Regions from separate parts of the Sus scrofa genome. Here all the other regions are linked to region 1. Evidence: chromatin contacts called from public Hi-C and HiChIP or PLAC-seq data. All regions are on one chromosome and are shown on one strand. Each heading gives the region's core, a stretch centred on a gene start, on an enhancer-like site or on the middle of the called end of the contact. The rest is flanking DNA. Distances are from core to core; before and after follow the strand shown.

The links. Hi-C and Micro-C count contacts between places; a contact is called where the count stands out from the background. HiChIP or PLAC-seq counts read pairs in DNA pulled down with a chosen protein or histone mark.
Region 2: an H3K27ac HiChIP or PLAC-seq map of alveolar macrophages shows a contact between it and region 1. The contact joins the promoter of PRMT1 here to the promoter of TSKS in region 1. A contact is called at or near these places in 5 of 47 Hi-C or Micro-C datasets (blood, liver and skeletal muscle) and 1 of 2 datasets of contacts at active chromatin or transcription factors (alveolar macrophages).
Region 3: a contact with region 1 is called in a Hi-C map of liver, with 3 times the contacts expected there. The contact joins the promoter of RRAS here to the promoter of TSKS in region 1. A contact is called at or near these places in 2 of 47 Hi-C or Micro-C datasets (liver and skeletal muscle) and 1 of 2 datasets of contacts at active chromatin or transcription factors (alveolar macrophages).

The regions. Positions count from the first base shown.
Region 1 is chr6:54,782,146-54,786,484 of Sscrofa11.1, forward strand. It overlaps TSKS (testis-specific serine kinase substrate), which reads right to left and starts at 3,066. Exons shown (of 11, transcript XM_021094752.1): 1 at 2,563-3,066.
Region 2 is chr6:54,716,926-54,721,219 of Sscrofa11.1, forward strand. PRMT1 (protein arginine N-methyltransferase 1) reads left to right here and starts at 1,920. Exons shown (of 9, transcript XR_002344722.1): 1 at 1,920-2,067.
Region 3 is chr6:54,683,299-54,687,095 of Sscrofa11.1, forward strand. It overlaps RRAS (ras-related protein R-Ras), which reads right to left and starts at 1,416. Exons shown (of 6, transcript XM_003355998.3): 1 at 1,226-1,416. The coding sequence starts at 1,378. It overlaps SCAF1 (splicing factor, arginine/serine-rich 19), which reads left to right and starts at 2,039. Exons shown (of 12, transcript XM_003127346.5): 1 at 2,039-2,470. The coding sequence starts at 2,414.

The sequences.
Region 1 (4,339 bases), core at 1,816-4,315:
AGAAAAGGCAAAAAGACCAAAAAACAAAAACAAAAAACCCCTTAATCCAGAAGTTCTTGCTAAAGGGGGGACGTGGTACTGAGACCTGAAGGCTGAGCAAGCCATGGGGAAAGCTGGGGTCGGCAGGGAACAGGAATGGTTCTGGAAGGTCTCAATGGCCAAGAGGAGGCCAGGTGGCTGCTGTGTTTAAGCTGGGGAAGGGCGCGGCTGGTTGATATGGCAAAAAGCACCCTGAGTGGCCGGGATAGAGCAGGGAGAAAGGCCAGGGACATTGCTGCAAGGTTCCAGGCAAAAGATGACAGTGGTGGTGGCCTGTACAGAGGGAGGCTGTGGCGATGGGAGGAGGTGGCTGGCTTCGGGGTGCATTCTGGCTTTGGTTTGGGGTGAAGACACGGAGGGGAGCTGGCAAGAGTGTCTGGTGATTAATGAGGAGGGGGCTGACTCCAGTTTTTCTAGAGAAAATCAGGAATTGATTTGTGCTGGTCAAAGTCTTAGAAGCTTTTGTGTTTCAACCCCTGAGCTCTTCAAGGGGCTCCTAGGGTTCCCTCTTTATGGTCCATCTTAAAACCAAGGAAGCCTTGGAATTCCTGTCATGGCGCAGTGGTTAACGAACCCGACTAGGAACCATGAGGTTGCAGTTCGATCCCTGGCCTCGCTCAGTGGGTTAAGGATCCAGCGTGGCCGTGACCTGTGGTATAGGTGGCAGACGTGGCTCGGATCCTGCATGGCTGTGGCTGTGGTGTAGGCAGGCGGCTACAGCTCTGATTAGACCCCTAGCCTGGGGACCCCCATATGCCTCGGGTGCGGCCCTAGAAAAGACAACAAAATAAAAAAGTAAATAAAACAAACAAACAAAAAACCCAAGGAAGCCTTGCCTCAACCTCATCTGGACACTCACATGAACTTCTACATGGCCTGGTCTTAAAATTTAGCAATAGGTCAGCCCCTGAACCCCAGAATGGTCTTGCTCCAATCCCATCTTATAATTTTCTGCCATCCAATAATGCCCTGTGGCTGCTGAGTTTGTGACTTGCCGAGTCTCAACTGAGATGTGCTCTATGTAGAAAACACCAGATTCCAAAAACTTAGGAAAATAAGAATGTCAAGTATGTTGACACGATCATATGTGGGTGTATGGATTAAATATTGGGTTAAAAATTTTATGGGTTAGGGAGTTCCCATCGTGGTGCAGCGGAAACGAATCCGACTAGGAACCATGAGGTTGCGGGTTCGATCCCTGGCCCTGCTCAGTGGGTTAAGGATCCTACATTGCCCTGAGCTGTGGTGTAGGTCACAGACGCGATTCAGATCCCGAGTTGCTGTGACTGTGCTGTAGGCTGGCAGCTGTAGCTCCAATTCGATCCCTAGCCTGGGAACCTCCATATGCCGGGGGTGTGGCCCTAAAAAAAACAAAATAAAATAAAATAAAATAAAATAAAAGTTTTAGCTAACTCTGGAGCCCTAGAGGAGGTTGGGAGAGACTGAGTTCCCCCCTCTACCCGTGATTGGAAGAATGAGGACTTCCTTCTCCCACAACAAAACCTAGAATTAATGCTCTCTGGCTCCTGGAGGGTCTGAGTGAAGGGCTGGAGGTAGTGGTGAGAGGTTGGTGGAGAATTAAGGATGTGAAGAGGGTGGCTTTGTCTTCTTCCTTAGGAACAGAATTTTCCTGTTCTTTGGACTCTAGTTCCTTTTTTTTTTTTTTTTTTTGTTTTTTTGTTTTTTTGTCTTTTCTAGGGCCGCTTCCCACGGCATATGGAGGTTCCCAGGCTAGGGGTCTAATCAGAGCTGTAGCCACCGGCCTACGCCACAGCCACAGCCATGCAGGATCCGAGCTGCGTCTGCCATCTACACCACAGGTCACGGCAACGCCAGATCCTTAACCCACTGAGCAAGGCCAGGGATCGAACCCGCAACCTCATGGTTCCTCTTCTTCAGACTCTGGATGTCTCTCTTACCATTCCTCAAAAAGCAGACCAGTTCCAACCCCATTATTTAAAGGTGTTATCCTCAGGTAGAAACTTCTTCCTCCCTCATAATGAAAGGACTCCTCCAGTCCCTTGTGATGCATCTTCCCTAAAAAGAAATTTTCCCAACTCCTAGTCCAAGAATTTGTTGTTGCTTTTTTTCTCTCTTGGTCTTTTTAGGGCCACACCCTCGGCTTATGGAAGTTCCCAGGTTAGGAGTCAAATCAGAGCTGTAGCTGCCGGCCTGTGCCACAGCCACTGCCACACCAGATCTGAGCCATGTCTGTGACCTACACCACAGCTCATGGCAACACTGGATCCTTAACCCACTGAATGGGACCAGGGCTGGACCCCACATCCTCATGGATACTAATCAGTTTCATTACCGCTGAGCTGCAATGGGAACTCCTTGTTGCTGTTTTTAATGTTCTTTAAAGGCAGACAGCACCCCCGCCACACGCACCCCACACGCCCATATTAGGAATGGACTGTCCTTGCTCACTGAAACATCTGAGCAATATTTGTCCTCCTAGAATCCAGAATAGACTTTCCCAAGCCCCATTCCTGGAAACCCGAATGGCCAGATCCACCGAACCTGGAAGGTGGGCTCTTCTCGCTCTCCCCATCCCCCCAGGATTCAGAGTGGATGTTCCCAGCATGCAGGACTCTCTCCCAAGGCTCATTCCAAGAATACTCGAGTTCTGAGGTTGGAAGAGGCTGGCAGGGCTGAGTTCCTCGAGGTGACAGAATGGACTCTTCCAGTTCCCTTTGCCCCAAATTTCTCAATAGCCCAGGGTGTTAGAGTTCCGGGAGGCTTTGCCTTCCCAAAAGCCTGTCAACCAAAGAAAGTCTCCGGGGCGCCAAGGGGTGGTGGTTGGGCCAAACATAGCAGATCCCCCCATTCCTTTTAGCAACGTTCGTCAGTCCCCTTCTGGTTGAGGAGCTCCAAGTTTGGTGGAGAGACTCACAGTTTTGATTTGGTGTGTTTACTGGTGGTGTGGTTGCAAAGAAAAGAAAAAAGGCATTGCATAATTGGAAAACAGTTAAATGTCAGAGTTCCCACTGTGGCTCAGCAGGTTACGAACACAACTATTGGAGTTCCCATCGTGGCGCAGCGGAAACGAATCCGATTAGGAACCATAAGGTTGCAGGTTCGATTCCTGGCTTTGCTCAGGGGGTTAAGGATCCGGTGTTGCCGTGAGCTGTGGTGTAGGCTGCAGATGCGTTCAGCTCTGACATTGCTGCGGCTGTGGTGTAGGCTGGCAGCTGTAGCTCTGATTCGACCCCTAGCCTGGGAACCTCCATATGCTGCCAGTGCGGCTCTAAACACACACACACACACACACACACACAACACAACTAGTATCCGTGAGGATGCAGGTTCCATCCCTGGCCTCGCTCAGTGGGTTAAGGATCTGGCATTGCTGGGAACTGTGGTGTAGGTCACAGAGGGCCCCTGGATCCTCCATCACTGTGGTGTAGGCTGGCAGCTCCAGCTCTGAATCCACCCCTAGCCTAGGAACTTCCCTATGCCACAAGTGCGGCCCTAAAAAGCAAAACAAGTGGTTAAATGCCAAAATATACTTTAAACCCAGGCTCTGCCGTTTCTGAGCTGTGTGACCTTGGGCAAGTCATTCAACCTCTCTGGACCTCAGTTTTAACCTCTGCTTAATGCGACTAGACTTGAATTAGTGTTTCCTCCGCTCTGAGACACTCGGTCTCCGGACAAATTAGGTCCCAACATCTTGGCCGCTAGACAAGGGGTAAGGAACGTCTTCCGGGAAGATTTAAGGAGTAATGCGTGGTGAAGAGTAGGGAGAAAGAGGATCAGAACGACGCTTGCGCAGTAAACACCTCACGCTCTCCTGCCCCTCCCAACCCCTTCTCTGCAGCAGGGAATTGCAGGCGCTGCTCCACCTATCCCAGCCCAGCTGAGCGACAACCCCCGTTCTCCTTCGTTCTCTACGGATCGTGGCTCTCCTCCCGCCCCCATAACAGCCCAATCGGGGGGGGAGTAGGACAGGTCGGGCAAATCCCCAACGCCTGCGGGGGCGATCTGCCCATCTATTGGCCTCAGTCACCACAAGTCCCGCCTCCTCAAGCCCGCTCCCCCCGCCCTCCCTCACGTCAATCCCTCCCTTCTAGGAGAGCGACCGGATCCAATCAGTATTGGCCCCGGCCGCGCGGAGGGGGCGGTCCAACTGTACGTAACCTAACTCCGCCCGTCTCTCGAGCAACGCCCCGACCCCGCTCTCCCGAACGGAAATACGGGGGTGCTGGACCAATCGTAACGGCGTACCTTTGTCCTGCCACCAATGAGAGAGGGAGTGGGGATGAACCCGCGCCTGAACGGCAGTAATTCGAGCCAATGG
Region 2 (4,294 bases), core at 670-3,169, 66 kb before region 1:
AGAGTTAAGGATCCAGCATTGCTGTGAGCTGTGGTGTAGGCCGGCGGCTACAGCTCTGATTCAACCCCTAGCCTGGGAACCTCCATATGCTGCAGGTGTGCCCCCCCTCCAAAAAAAACCCAAAACCTGACATTGAGAATTTATTATAATATCTCGTTCTTAGCAACACAATGCAAAAGTAATTGATTGGCTTAAAACGGTTGGATATTAGAAAAAAATAGTTCCCTGGTGGCTTAGTGATTAAATATCCTGTGTTGTCACTGCTATGGCTGGTGTAACTGCTGTGGCTTGGAAACTTCTCTATACCTTGGCTGTGGCCGAAAAAAAAAAAAAAGAAAAGAAAAGAAAAGGGAAAACAGCACTGCTTGTTAAAAATACACCAAAGACTTGAGTAGACCCTGGCAGAAGATACACAGATGGCCAGTAAGGCAGGTGAAAGGAGGCTAAACAGCCGTGGTGATGAGGGCAATGCAAATGAGCTAATCGGTTTATACCTACAAGACTCTTAAAATTACAGGTTGATTTTTTGAAGTGCTGGAGGGGATGTGGAGCCCACAGAACGTTCATGGGTCACGGATGGGAATGCAACATGCTACAATACAGAGGGGAACTTTGGCAGTTTCTTAGAAAGATACACCTAGCATATGACCCAGCTGTGTTCTCAGTTTACCCAGGAAAAGGGAAAACATAGATCCAGAGAAAGCCTTGGTCATGATGGTTCACAGCCACTCTATTCCTAACAGCCCTATCCTGGAAACCACCCACATACCCACATACCCATCAAGAGGAAAATGTAACCCATGGATTCAATGGACTACTCCTCAGCCATGAAAAGGACTGGACAACTGCTAGGTGTGACATGAATGATTCTCAACAGCATTATGCTCAGTAAAAGAAGACAAACACTTGTGTACATACTGTAATTACATTTTTACAAAAATGTTTTTATCATTTTTACGAAATTTTAGACATGGAAAAGATGCGTGACGGTGACAACACAGAAAGTGATGGTTTCTGGGGTTGGGTGGGGAGATGTTGAATAGAAAAGGTCATGAAAGAACTTTCTGGGGTGATGCATATATTCTGCCAGTGGCACTCATCTTCATTCAGTACGTAATTTTCCTGCAGGTTTAGGAAGGCTCCCTGGAGGAGGTGGCAGCTAAAGGGCGCCCTGACTGACAAAGGAGTTGGACAGAAAAAGGGGGCGTGTGTTACCTGCAGGGGTGGACTTGGCAAAAAGCAAAGTGGCTTGAGTGGGGTCACTGGGTTTAAAAAACATGGAACAATTAAGTAGCGGGCCAGGGGTTAAATACCTTGACGCCCGAGCCCCATTCCTGATTTGTTTCGGGACCCCAGACATGAACTCCCTCTCTTTGGGCCTCTCGTTGGGTCAGTTTTCCTTCAGGAAAATGGGCACAAGCTCCTTCGTTCCTCCTGAGTGCCCGCCCCTCCGGCTGGGAGAAGCCATCAAAAGGGCGATGACTGACAGTTCTATTGAGCCAATCGCTGGAGCCTAAAGCCCTGCCTTCCTTTTTCGTGGGCCAATCGTCACGTTCTCCTTGAGGCCGGCCAAAAGCTTCGTGACGTCACAACAGCTGATAAACCAATAGCAGCCATCAAGAGGCGGGTCATTTTTGTGATAGACTGCTCTGTTTCAAGATGTCCGCTTGGCGCGGGGTCCGCCGGGAAGCTTGAAGGCGGTGCTGAGGGGAAAGGGGCGGGAACTCCCTGTTGACTTTGCCCAATCACCTGTCGCACTTCTTGCGATAGACAGGCAGTCCCTCCCATCCCGGTCGACCTAAAGGGGCGGGGTTCTGGACGCCAGACTGGGCGGTCTCCTCAATTTTGATGGGCGTCTTTTTAGCCCAATTGCAAAGCGGTATTCCCAGACGGGTCACCTCCGTTACCAATGAGATCTCCTGGCGGGGTCGCGGTGGGCGGGCCGTGGACCCTCCGGTATAAGGCGGTCCCGGGGGAGTGCGGAGAAGGGGGGGGTCTCGGCGGCCGGAGGAGGAGTAGGTGCGGGTGAAGATGGCGGCAGCCGAGGCCGCGAACTGCATCATGGAGGTGAGCGCCTGGAGCGCCGTCGGGGGCGGGGGGCAGTTTGAGGGTCAGCGTTTTATGCCTCCGTCGTGGGGAAGGGGCTCTGAGTCGCCGGATTGGGGTTGAAATCCTTTAGTCGTACGGAGGGGGCGCCGCATGCTCCGGATCCGGGATGCCGTTTGAGGTGCGGGTTCCCTAGCTTTCGAGCGCCTGTGGCACCCCCTAGAATCGAGGGTCTCGTGCCCCCTCCCACGATGAGAAGGGCTGGGGGCGCTTCCGGCCTGGTCCCCACGTGGCCGCAGCGCGGTGGGTGGGGAGGGGGTGTGCCGTGCCCGCCGGCCGGGCGGCCTCCACGTGCGGGACAAAGGCCCCGCCCCCGGTCGGGGGAGGGGCGCCCTGAGGGGGGGCGGGGAGGAGGCTCCGACCCTCCCTCTGAGGCCCCCTGCCCTCCTCCCCGGGGATCGTGACAAGCATCTCGGGGTGGGACTGACTTAGGGGCTCCGCCAAGTAAAGAGTCTCTTGGGAGGGCCGATGTATCTTGACCCTGAACAAACCCTTTGTGGGAGCGGGGCATCTGCTTAGGCATCGGTCCAGGTTTCGTGCATTCTTGAATTGGGATTGGAGGAAGACGAATTGGTTCCCTCTGGGCCCCCCTCCCACCCCAGTTTCCTGTCGATGGATTCTCCCCCGCCCGGGGCTTGGGGAGCTGGCGGGGGGGGGTGGAGCATGCCCCTGTGACCTCCCTCTGGTTGGGGGGGGGCATCTAGCAGAAGGAGGTCCTTCCCGAAAAGGCGTCGTGCACCCCCTTGTGGCCATTTCTGCTGTGTGGGAGGGACCTCTTTTTCATGGGGCGTGTCCCAAAGCCCACCTCCCCGCTGGAGCCTTCCAGGCGAGGGGAGAGAGAGTCTGTCTTGGGAAGGGGATCTGAGGGACTAGAGGCCGCGAACGTTGCTCCGTTTCTCTCCCCAGGGCATTTGTGAGGGTGGGAGTGAAACCTCCCCCTTCCTGAAGCCCTGTGTGAGGGTCCGGAGCGTGGATGCCTTAAACGGTGTTCCGTGAGGTTTGGTTCTCGTGCAGGCGTGTGAGGCTGGTTCCGGTGCTGAGTTTCAGGCCCTCCGGGGGCCTGCCTGGCGGAGGTGTCGGTGCTGAGAAGTAGGACCCAGCGGGAAATCCCCGCACAGGCCGCCCTCCTTTTTCCGCGTGTTCACGGGTTTGGGAGAATGGAGGTGGGGCTTGGAGCCCAGGGGGCTTCTGTCTGTGGTTTCACGCTTCTCGGAGCCTGACGGGTGGGTACATCTGGAAGAGATGCGATCCGGCGGGGCCTCTGTACTCTGGCCCGGTACCTTGTAGCCCTCTCTGGAATGGAGGGGAGCTCCCAGGGGTCACTCCAATGACTCCTGCCCCCCTCGGCTCTCTCCTGGGCCAGGGCCCGTGTGGGTGGAGGAAAGCGCTTCCCCAGAGGTTGCCCCAGGACTTGGCCCCGCACCTGGGGAGTTTCAGGGCCTGCCGCGGCGGTTGTTTGAATGTGGGCAGATGGGCTGAGGGTCCTGGGTCTGGCCTCCCCCGGCAGAGGGTAATAATCAGGGCGACTGGCTCTAACTGGCTTTGTTTGGGACTTGGCTGAGTCCAAGGCAGCAGCCAGGGGCCGGGCTGCCAGCTCTCGAGGGGGTGCCTTGTGCCACACCTCCTTTCTGGAATCCTCTCAGACAAGAGACTGGTTTGCAGTGGTGGCAGATGCCCAGTGGGTACACCCTGCCAGCCCCCCTCCCCCAGCTACTTAGGGCACCCAGGATGCGGGTGTGTGTCAGGAAGTGTCACCTAATCTGGGGGGATTAGATGATGAGGGGGAGTGACAGCTGGCAGTGCCTGTGTGCCCAGTGGGTGCCAGTTCCTCTGGCCTGGATGGGGGAGGTGCGCACGGTCAGGTGCCTTGCCCGACCGAGAGGGGCTGCGTGGGGGCAGGCCACCATCTCTCCAGCCTCAGCAGGGACAGAACCCCCTCCTCTCTTCCTCTGTCTCTCCCACCCCTTTCAAGAACAGTGTTCCCTCTTTGCTCACTCCCTCTCCCACACTCCCCACAAAGCAAAGCCAAATTGTAGGAAACACCCCCTTCTCCAAGAGCCCGGGTCCCCTGGCCTGGCCCTCCCCTAGTCTCTCCCAGTAGCTAATCCTTTCTCCCTGTTACTCTCTCCTAGAATTTTGTAGCCACCTTGGCTAATGGGATGAGCCTCCAGCCGCCTCTTGAAGAAGT
Region 3 (3,797 bases), core at 166-2,665, 100 kb before region 1:
CTGTCTGGGGTCTCTTCAGGGGTCTGGGGCCCAGGGACCTCAGGGGTGGCATCCCTGGAGCAGACACCTTTCTAGGGTTTCTCCCAGGTGGGAGAGTTTCCCCTGGGGAAAGGGGTGGAAGTTTCCTGGGCAAGGGTGGATTTTCAGAAGAGAAGGGGTGATCTGGCAGCTGCTGGGGGTCCGAAGGCTGCATCCTGCCTGTCGTGGAGGGTGCTTGGTAAGGGGCAGTGCAGGGGCCTGGCCCTGGGGGGTTTAGGGGTGTGTCTGCAGAGTAAACCGGGAGAAGCTCAGGTGGGCGAACTGGGGGCTGGAGAGCATGGGGGAGGGTTGTCATAGAATATAAGTACATGTCTAGAGAGTCGTAGAGACCTGGAGATACATTTAAGAGGTCAGAGAAACTCCAAAGGAGCAGGTCTTTCTGGAGGTGTCAAGACTCTGGGGGCTTCTTCCATGGAAATGATCTGGGGGCTAACCAGAATTTCTGAGAGGGGCTCAGGAGATCAGAGTGGAGGAAAACTCACGACGGAGGAGTGGATGGTTTTCCTTGAGGAAGGGTAGGGGTCTGGATCTGGTGGGATGGGGGATCCCCAGAACTTGGAGTCTTAGTGGGAATGGCCAAGGGGCAGGATCTTTTTGCAGTCTCTTGGGTCTGAGGGGGTCTCCCTGAGGACAGGGGTGGGATGGAGTCCTAGATGGATCTCAGGGGCCAAGTCTGGGCATAATTTCTACTTTCTGGTGGAGGTCTCTGAAGGGGCTAAACAGCCAGGTTGGGGTAATGTCAAGGGCATTCTCCCAGTTACTGAGCGGCTCAGAGGGGAAGCTGAGGTCAGGGATTTGGGAGAGGTAGGGCTCAGGGTGCGAGGAGGTGGCCCCGAGCGGGGTGGGGGCCCATGAGAATGCTTAGGGTCTAAATGGGTTGACTCTTCTGGATTTAGGGTGCTCCCAGGAGGCATCCAGGGTCAGGTCAGCAGAGGAGCGGGGCTTTGGATACTTGGGGTAGGGGTGGTGGGTCTCAGGATACAAGGACAGGAGGAAGGTCCCTCATGTAGGGGGTGGAGGCCCTGAGGGGCTCAGGGTCACATCTGAGGGGACATTTTTAAGATTAGAAAGCCTCATAAGAGGGTCTCAGTGATGGATGGAGGGGAAGCCGGAGTCTTGGGGATCCCGCCAAGGGCTCAGGTCTGGGTGGGTCCCGGGGGCACCCCCCGGGGTGAAGGTCCACTACCTGGATGAACTGGATGGTCAGCGCGCTCTTGCCCACGCCGCCGCCGCCCACGACCACCAGCTTGTGTGTCTCGCTGGGTGGGGGGTCCCCGGGTCCCGGCCCCCCGCCCCGGGGCCGCCCCCGCCCTGTCCCGGACGCCGCCCCGCTGCTCATGTCGCTGCCGCTGCCGCCGCTACCGCCTGGGGCGGGGGGGGGGACCGGGCGGGGCCTAGGGGCGGACCACGTTAATAAGGGTACTGCATAAACATGAGCTCCAGCAAGAAGGGCTCCTTACTTGGGACACTTAGAGGCAGGCAAGACCTGGGAAAAGGAGGAGCTATGCTAATACGGATAGGAGTACGGCTGTCGCTGAGAAGGGGAATTCCGAATGGGGCGGGAACATGCTAATGAGAGAACTGTGCTCACCCCGAGCAGCGCCACGCGCTCTCGGCTGGCGGGCCGGGGGGGCGGAGCCATGCTAATAAGAGTTCTTATTCTCTTCGTAGACGGGTCCGGAAAATCGTTCGGGGTGGGACTATGTAAATGAGAAACCCTGTGTTGCAGCTAGCTTCTCAGGGTACCGTCCCCGAGGCCTTGTTCTAGTAGGCGGGGCTTGAGTCTTGCGCACGCGGCCGTATATAGGCGCGCTCTGAGGAAGGAGCGAGTCCTGAGGGGAAATTAACCTCTGTCCTGGGACCCAAGCCAAGCTCCCGACTCTGGCATCTGGGTTGGGTGATGGAGGCTCCGCCCGCTACGGGACCCAGGCTTCCGGTTCCCGCTGTCCCAGCCTAGCGGAAGACAGACTGGGAGGGGAGATGGGGCCCTGGAGGGGGGCCAGCGGGTAACCGGGAAGGGAGGGGCCGTGAGATCACTGCATTCCTAATTCATGAGCCAGCTCGCCCAAGCGGGGACGCCTGGGTTATGAAGGGTCTAGGGTCAGGATTTCCGAGTCTTGAAGGAGGAGAAAGCCCAGGACCCAGACCCCTGGGTCGCAAGGAGAGATTGTGACTGGAGGTTTGGACTCCTGGGTCCTGGAAGGAGGAGTTCTGGAGGTCCTTGCTTCTAGATTGCTGAGGGCCCGGACTCATCGGTCCGAGGGCTGAAGGAGCGGGGGGACCCAATATTCTGGATCCGAGGGAATTGGAATGGGGTACCCGAACCCCTGTGTTCGCGTAAGGCGTTTGAGACCAGGAATGGTCTGAGGGAGGCATGAAGGCCCGACTCCTGGATCTAAGAGGAAGGAGGGCTCGGACTTCTGAGGGAAATGTGAGTCCGGACCCCTCGGCTCTGAGAGGAATCGGATTTGGATTTTTCTGTTGTAAATGAGGAGGAAGCTGTAGGGCCGGGCTTCTTGGTTCTAAATTTAGAGAGAACTTGGGCATCAGGATTCTGGGATCCCCAGAATGTGGGCGGGGCAACTTCCAGCCAGTCCTGCTTCCCCCCCCCCCACGGCTCACTCCGCGGAACTACAACTCCCTTGCACCTGTCAGGCTGAGCGCTCTTTACGGCACTTCCTTTTCCGCTGCTCTTTCCGCGCGCGTGCAGGGCACTATGGGGCTTAATCGCGCGCTACCGCAACCCCGCCCACTTCACCCCTCATCCCCTCGCAGTCCCCGCGCGGCGGAGGCGACGCGCGGACTACGTCTCCCGGCGTACGTCGCGCGCACCCGGCCCATCTGCCCCGTTGACTGCTGGGAAACTGAGTCCGAAGCCTTCCCACCAGCCTTCACGGCACGGTGCTCGGTACTTGAAGTCCCGGCAAGCTCGGCGGCGTTTTAGCTCCTCCTTTCTCCTCCCTTTGCTCGCGAGCCCCGCCCCAGCCCGCCCCGCCCCGCGCCGGGGCCGGAGCCGCAGCCCGAGCGGCGGGGTAAGATGGCGGCGGCGGTCCGAGCGGCGGGGCTCGGGCCTATCGGGGTGGGCGGGGCGGAGTCGGGTCGCTACTTGTCCCGGGGTCCTCCCGACACGCCGCGGGGCCTGGAGGGCTTAGCGGGTCGGCCTTGGGCCCGGTAGCGGCGGCGGAGCCTGGCGCCGAGCGGGGGGCCTTCTCGAGGCCCCGGGACGGGTCTGGGGTGCCGGGGGGCATGGACCGGGCGTCTCCTAGAGGACTAGGGGCGTCCACAGGACCTGGACCGAGACTGAAGCCTGCCCTCCGTCATATAGCTGGCTTGGGTCATTTCTGTAGGCACTGTTGAATGTCTTTATAGGCTGACCCGAGGCTAGAGTCTGTTTGGAGGGTTCTGGGGCCATCTTGAGATCTTGAGATATGTCCCAGGGGTGAAGGAGGTCTGCAGGAGCTGGGGAGTATCTGCAGAGCCACCTATGGCTGGGGTATATCTCCTAGGGCTGAGCAGTGTGTACATGGGCTGACCTGAGAATGCGGCTCACCTACATGGGTCTAGGGCCATTTAGCCAGGCCATGGAAGAACAGTTCCAGCGCAAGGAAGTCTTTTATAGCCATTCAGAGGAGTGGGATGTACCCACTAAGGGAAGGAAGCAAATACTGAGATGTGCTGGGAGGCTTGGATGGGTCTCCAACTGTCTGGGGAGTGTCTAATCTGGGTGACAGGAGACTGGGGACAGTTAGAAGGACCTG